Regions from separate parts of the Rattus norvegicus genome. Here region 1 is linked to region 2. The links are chromatin contacts, called in public Hi-C maps. All regions are on one chromosome and are shown on one strand. Each heading gives the region's core, a stretch centred on a gene start, on an enhancer-like site or on the middle of the called end of the contact. The rest is flanking DNA. Distances are from core to core; before and after follow the strand shown.

The links. A called contact is a pair of places that touch in the nucleus more often than the background predicts.
Region 1: a Hi-C map of liver shows a contact between it and region 2, with 2.2 times the contacts expected there. The contact joins the promoter of Pcnx3 here to the promoter of Cfl1 in region 2. A contact is called at or near these places in 2 of 12 Hi-C or Micro-C datasets (frontal cortex and liver).

What each region holds. Positions count from the first base shown.
Region 1 is chr1:212,401,615-212,404,398 of GRCr8, forward strand. It overlaps Pcnx3 (pecanex 3), which reads right to left and starts at 1,353. Exons shown (of 35, transcript XM_219515.11): 1 at 1,201-1,353; 2 at 691-878; 3 at 373-472; 4 at 211-250; 5 at 31-126. The coding sequence starts at 1,353.
Region 2 is chr1:212,225,468-212,228,580 of GRCr8, forward strand. Cfl1 (cofilin 1) reads left to right here and starts at 1,657. Exons shown (of 4, transcript NM_017147.3): 1 at 1,657-1,736. The coding sequence starts at 1,734.

The DNA of each region.
Region 1 (2,784 bases), core at 103-2,602, 180 kb after region 2:
GCTCTTCCTGCCAGACCCCTGCCCACTCACTCAGGTTCTCCTGAGAGCTGAGCTTCAGCATCTCCCGATCGGCAGAGGTCACAATCACGTTGTTGCTGCCCTGCTCCCGTACCAGCTCCTTGATGTCTATAACCATATCACCAGAGTTGTCACAATGACCCAGGGGTCCTGTGACACCACCACCAACCAGCCCAGAATATAGCCACCTACCTCTGAGGGGCCCAGAATCCTCCATCCGGGGCAGCAATTCCTGGTAAGACGGAGAGAGTACAAATGAACAAACAGAGCAAGAAGCAGGCTTGGAACAGGCCCACAACAGGGACAGACTCCCAGGACAGCAGAGACAGAAGCCTGTGGTTGGGGCCTACTCACTGAAACCTGGTTGAAGCCAAAAACAGAATGCTGGGAACTGCAGCGTACAGGGGGTGTGGAACTCACTTTCCGGAACACTGTCATCTCTACACCAGGGTCTCTGCAAACAGAAAGAAGAGCTAAGCAGAGGCTCTCAGCTAACCTCTCTTTACTGTTTCTTCTCACCTTAACACTCCTTCCTCCTCAAAGCTCCCTTTTACTGCTCTGACCCTGACTACAGGAAGTACTTAGAGCCAGTGTTCCCTCAGCCTTCTCTATCTTCCAAGACATAGACACAACCACAAACACAGAGAAACAATCCCTGAAACACCTAGTCACCTGGGAAGACTGCTCTCCCCCTGGGCAGCCTCTTCTTCCTGCTCCCCCATGGTAGAGTTGCGTTTCTCCACAATCTCGCCCTGGTCGAACATGGCATGCAGGCGATAGTTCACAGTCTTGATGGTAGCAAAGATGACAGCTACCACCAGGCAGTACACTCCAGCCACCATCAGGCTGGGGGGCAGGACCTGGAGATGACAGTTAAATTGAACCCTTTCTCAGAAAAACCTTGATCCCTTGAGAGTGTACCTGCCATCACTGTAAAGTACTAGGTATTCATCAGTTTACAAAACTTCATCACTCCTGCATGCAACAGTACAAAGACCCCTGTTAGGAGCAGTCCTGTTTAACCGAATAGATTAAATGAGGCGCTCAAGGTCACTCCATGTAGGAAAGACTTGGTCTTCCCCCTACATAAAACCAAACTCTACAGTGATTCTTCTCACTTCCTCCCATCCCTCCAGACTGCCCTCCCTCTCCCAGTAGTTACAGGTGGTGGCAGCCTCTCACCATGTACAGCAAGAAGGGAAAGATGAGCAAGAAGATCCAGACATAGAGATGGAAGCAGTTGGAGAAGGTGCTCTGATGCGGATCGAAAAACCAACCGCCAGTGAGCGAGGCCCACACACCCTGGCGCAGGATCTGCAACACCTGAGACCCCATGGCCCAGCCGCTGCTGCGCACGCCCTCCTCCCGGGACCCTCATGGGGGCGGCCCCCGGCCCATGCCCCGCTGGCGCCCGAGGGTCCCGGGGTCCGACTTAGATTTCACGCCATGGCCTCCCCCAACGGGGGAGGGGATTGGCAGGGTGAGGGCACAGGCAGGGGGCGGGGCCGGCCCAGGCAGTCAGCCGATCAGGCCGGAATACAGAGGTGGGACTGGCATCAGAGGCGGGGCCTGGGCCCCCTCCGGTGGCCCAGAACTGTTGTAAGGGGCCAAGCCTGAAGGCAGGCGCAGGGCACGGGCTGGGCACCCGTCGGCGGCATCCAGAGGTGGGCGTGGAATAGGTGCTCTCGGAGTGCCAGTGATAGGTCCCTTGGCTCCGGACCGGAGAAAGCCTTGGGACCCTGAGGTCCACTTCCGGGGTCGCAGGTCAAAAGCTTGGGGTTCTGCGTTCGCCCCGCTTCTACCGGTGCCGGCGCAAAGGGGAGGCCGGAAGAAGGAGCCGCGAGCTGCCAGCCTGCACTGGCGCATGCGCCCGTTAGAACCTGTTGGGACCCGGAAAAGGAAAACCTGGTGGCAAAAGTGCGCAAGCGCAGAGAAGTAGCGAAAAGACGGGATGCGGAGATGTCTTAGGCGCGCGCAGTCAAATTCTAGAGAGTCCAAAAAAAAAAAAAAAAAAGGGACGGGATTTGGCTCATGCGCATGCCCGGATGAGTCGCCATTGGGTAACGACTTAATGATTGGCGCAAAGCTTTTCCAATGCGTTACAGGAGGCGGAGAAAAGTAGGAGGCTGGAACTCCTCAAGGCTACTTCCAGTTTGCGTTACCGGGTCACACCTCTAACTTGGGCCGCCCTCCTACTGGTTGACCGTAAGTCAAGTCGTCGCTTGGCTTACGCCTCTACTTCCGGGTCAGAGCTTAGACGATGGAGAGAAGGATCCTAATCAGACTTGAGTAGTCGAACAGGATGATATCGGCATGCTTAAAGTGACCGACACAAGTGATAAACTAACGAAGTTGTTGAAGGCCCTTCAACTCTGAATCGAATCCCAGGCAAAGTTCTGAACAACAGTGTCAGGTTTTTGCCTCTTGGGGAAAGGACACGAAAAAATGGATTGCCTCTCAGGTGAAAGGAAGATAATTTTAAATGGTTCCAAGAGCTTAAGGTGTAAGCCAAGTCTGAAGTTCCAAACTTCCCTATTCACCTCCCCCTCTAGCATTGAAAAGCAGGGTATCTTGTTATTTCATATATGAAAAGAACGAAGCTTAAAGAGTTCTGCAACTTCGTAGCCAAGACCAGATTTGGGTTTGGGCGCAATCGCAAGGGTGATTTTGCTGAGGATTCAGACACAAGGATTCTTATCTGTCTTTGCAGAGATCCACTTCGACCCTGAGCAGCGGAGCTCCTAACGTAAGGCTTTTCTTAGAGTT
Region 2 (3,113 bases), core at 407-2,906:
TGTGAGAGAGACATCTATGATGGGGTGCAAGGGATGAAATAAAGGTAAGGCAGGAGTGGCAGTAAGATCTCGAAATGTGCGAAGTCGGGGATGGGCACAGAAGTCTCAGGCTAGGTGAATGACGAGGATGTGTATCGCAAGGGCAAGGAGAAATAAAAGGTGTGTCCTGGCAGGTGGGGAGTTCGAACATGGGCTCAAGGCTGGATTCCGGGAAAGCTGGTAGACACTTTGCTTTTGTGGCTCATTAAAGGTGAAGGAGCCTCAGGGAGGATAAAGATGGGAACCTTGCTGAGGGAAGGATGACTCAGACTGAGGGACACAAGGCTCAATAGAGCACAGTGGTCCCTTTAGGGTTTGGAACAACGCACGGTCTTCAGCTGTCATGCCGGAAGTCGCTGGGCGCCCAATTCGCAGACCCTCGTCTCAATCTAGCTTTCCGCACCCGCCTCCTCCCTCAAGCAGCCTTATAAGGAGCCTGCAGCTGGCGCTTGGGCTGGGCACGCCCTCTGGAGGCTCATGCCCTAATAAGGACATCTAGGGCATCCCGCGGCCGGGGGCGGAAGAAGCGCGTCTCCAGGGTAACTGCGTAGCCCCTCCCCCCGTTGCTCTGGGAAACTGCGAGTCTCGTTTAAGGCGGAGCTCGTCTTCTCTTTAGCCTCGGCACTTGGGATAGGAGGGGGTCAAGCTTTGGCCTCCACTTGGAGCTCCTGCAGCTTAGACCCTTCGTGCAGCAGAAAGCCCCTGACTACAACCCCCGGCATCCTCTGCGTGTTGCCTTGCTCCTGGGGTAGCTCCTCATTTACACCCTTTATTCCGCTTGGGGAAGTCAAGGCCCCTATTTCGTCTGCCTCTGACTTGTTTGTGACCTTGCCCTCTTTTTCTGCAGAGTGTGACTCCATGGTCATTGTTTGAGGTCAGAGAAATCTTGCTGGATTTCCCACCCCAGTTTATTTTAAACTCTTGCTTTCATAGAGAGTCTTTGTGTTAAAATAATCATAAATCTATCAACTCGGGAACTAAGTTGAAGTATTCCTTTTCTTGTATCCTAGTAAATGAAATATAAAGTCTTTAATGCACAATTCTTCACCCTTTCCCTACGAATTACCCATTGACTTAAGAATTTGCCAAATGTCTTTTAAAAAAGCCGAAGTTCTCAAACTATATTGTAGCATTTCCCGTTTTAAAAAATCCTATTTGTTGAAATTTCACTCCACGGAAGCATTTCTATGGGCTTAAAGACACCGTTATACTTGCGATTCTCTTTTCTTTGGGAGAAGATCCCAAGCCGATGATTCAGAAAAGAAAAATCTTGGTTTTTAGGAACCATAAAGAACAAAAAAAACACCACTTCTGAGATAAAGGTTCAAGTAGAGAATTATTTTCAGGTCATTTTTATCAAGCGATAGGCCTCTTGGCTTAGAGCGTGCTCTGGTCCATTGCACCAATGGGTTCATTCTCCGTGCAACAGCCCACGCCTCTCGGCCTCCGCCTACTCTGCGCCTCAAGCTCTGCGGAACTGGGTAGCAGCTAGTTCTATTTCGGTGCAAAGTCCTCGGACTTCACTTCCCGTCGGCCCGCGCGGCGAGCGCCGGAAGGCCGCCCCGCCCCTCATTGTGCGGCTCCTACTAAACGGAAGGGGCCGGGAGAGGCCGCGTTCAGTCGGATCCCGGCAGCAGCTGCGGCGGCTCTGTTCTTCTGTAGCTCTTTTCTGTCTCCCTTTCGTTTCCGGAAACATGGTGAGCACTAGGCCACTGCGCCTAAGGGAAGCGGTTTCGTGATCCGTCGCTTGCGCGCCGGGTGGGGTGGGGGCGGCAGAGAAGCGTTCTTAGTATCCCATCCCCCAGCACCCCGAGCGAGATTAAGGGTCTCATTGAAGGGCAGGCTGCGCGTGCGCGCCTGTGGGCGCTGGGAAGGGCCGATTCGGACGTCGCTCGTGCGCCCCCTGGCTCCTTTCCCTTCCCCCATTCTGCTTTTGCGCCAGCGCGAACACTGGCCGTGGGGGAGGGGTCCAGTGTGCGGAGCCTCGGGCAACGCTCTCTGGTTCTCGATGGCGCGCGCTGGACCAGAGCACGCGGCATCCAAACCCTGCCCTGGGGCCACTAGAGAAAAGCGCGCGAGGTGTCTGCGCGCGCCCCACCCTAAGGCTGTTCCTTCCCCACATCATCCCTCTGCGGATAGGTTGGTCTCCACAGCAGGTGGCAGGGATTCCGCCGTCTGGGAGGGGCGGGGGCGGCGTGGCTCTCCGAGATGCTGAGGCATCAGGGAACCTGATTGAGTAGCCGGCTCCTGAGACTCCTTTCAACACGGGTTTACAGGCTATCTCCCCCTTTCTAGAAAGAACGATTACACACCCTCTTCTCTATTCAGTGTACTTCGGTTAGAGCTAGAACAGCGCGTGCGCACATGCTTGGGCCCTGCCATCCCGGCCGCAGCTCTACACGAGCTAAGGCCTTTTGCTGCTGTGCCGGATGGAGCCGAGGGTGGAGCCGCGTTTAGGGAAGTGACCGAGGCGGGTACCGCCCGGAAGCCACCCAGCTTTTATGCTTAGCCTGAGGGCATGGAAAACTGTTGTGTGGACTGACTGGCCCAAGCTACCTCTCAAACTGACTGGGCTCACGCCTATTCCTAAAGGCGATTACTAGGCGTTGAGACAACTGAAGTCTCGCCGCCTGGCTGCCTCCGGGAGACAGTGTCTCTTGGGGAGGCCCTGAACCTAGCCCAATCTTTCTCCGCCTACTCCGGAAGCGGGTGAATCACGTGCATAGCTTCCTCTGCAGTTCCATGGTGGTGGTGGGGAGGGTTGGTTGTAGATTTCTGATTGGGTCGTCCCCCAGGGCCATACAAAGCAGAAAGTTTTAGACGATTTGGGACACTACGGTTGACCTATTAGTCTTTTTTTTTTTTTTTAAGGACTCTTAGTACTCTTGGATGACACGGAGTTGTCCAGCAGGGCTTTAATTAAAGGTTGTAATTCTTGTGTTCGGGAGATCTCTGCAGGAAAGAGTGTCGTTTATACAATGACTTCATTTGAAGGCTGTGATGGGCCTAATGAGCAGCTGTTGGTGTCTTGTGAATTTCTGATGTTCTGATTCTCTTTTTCGTGGAGATGAGAC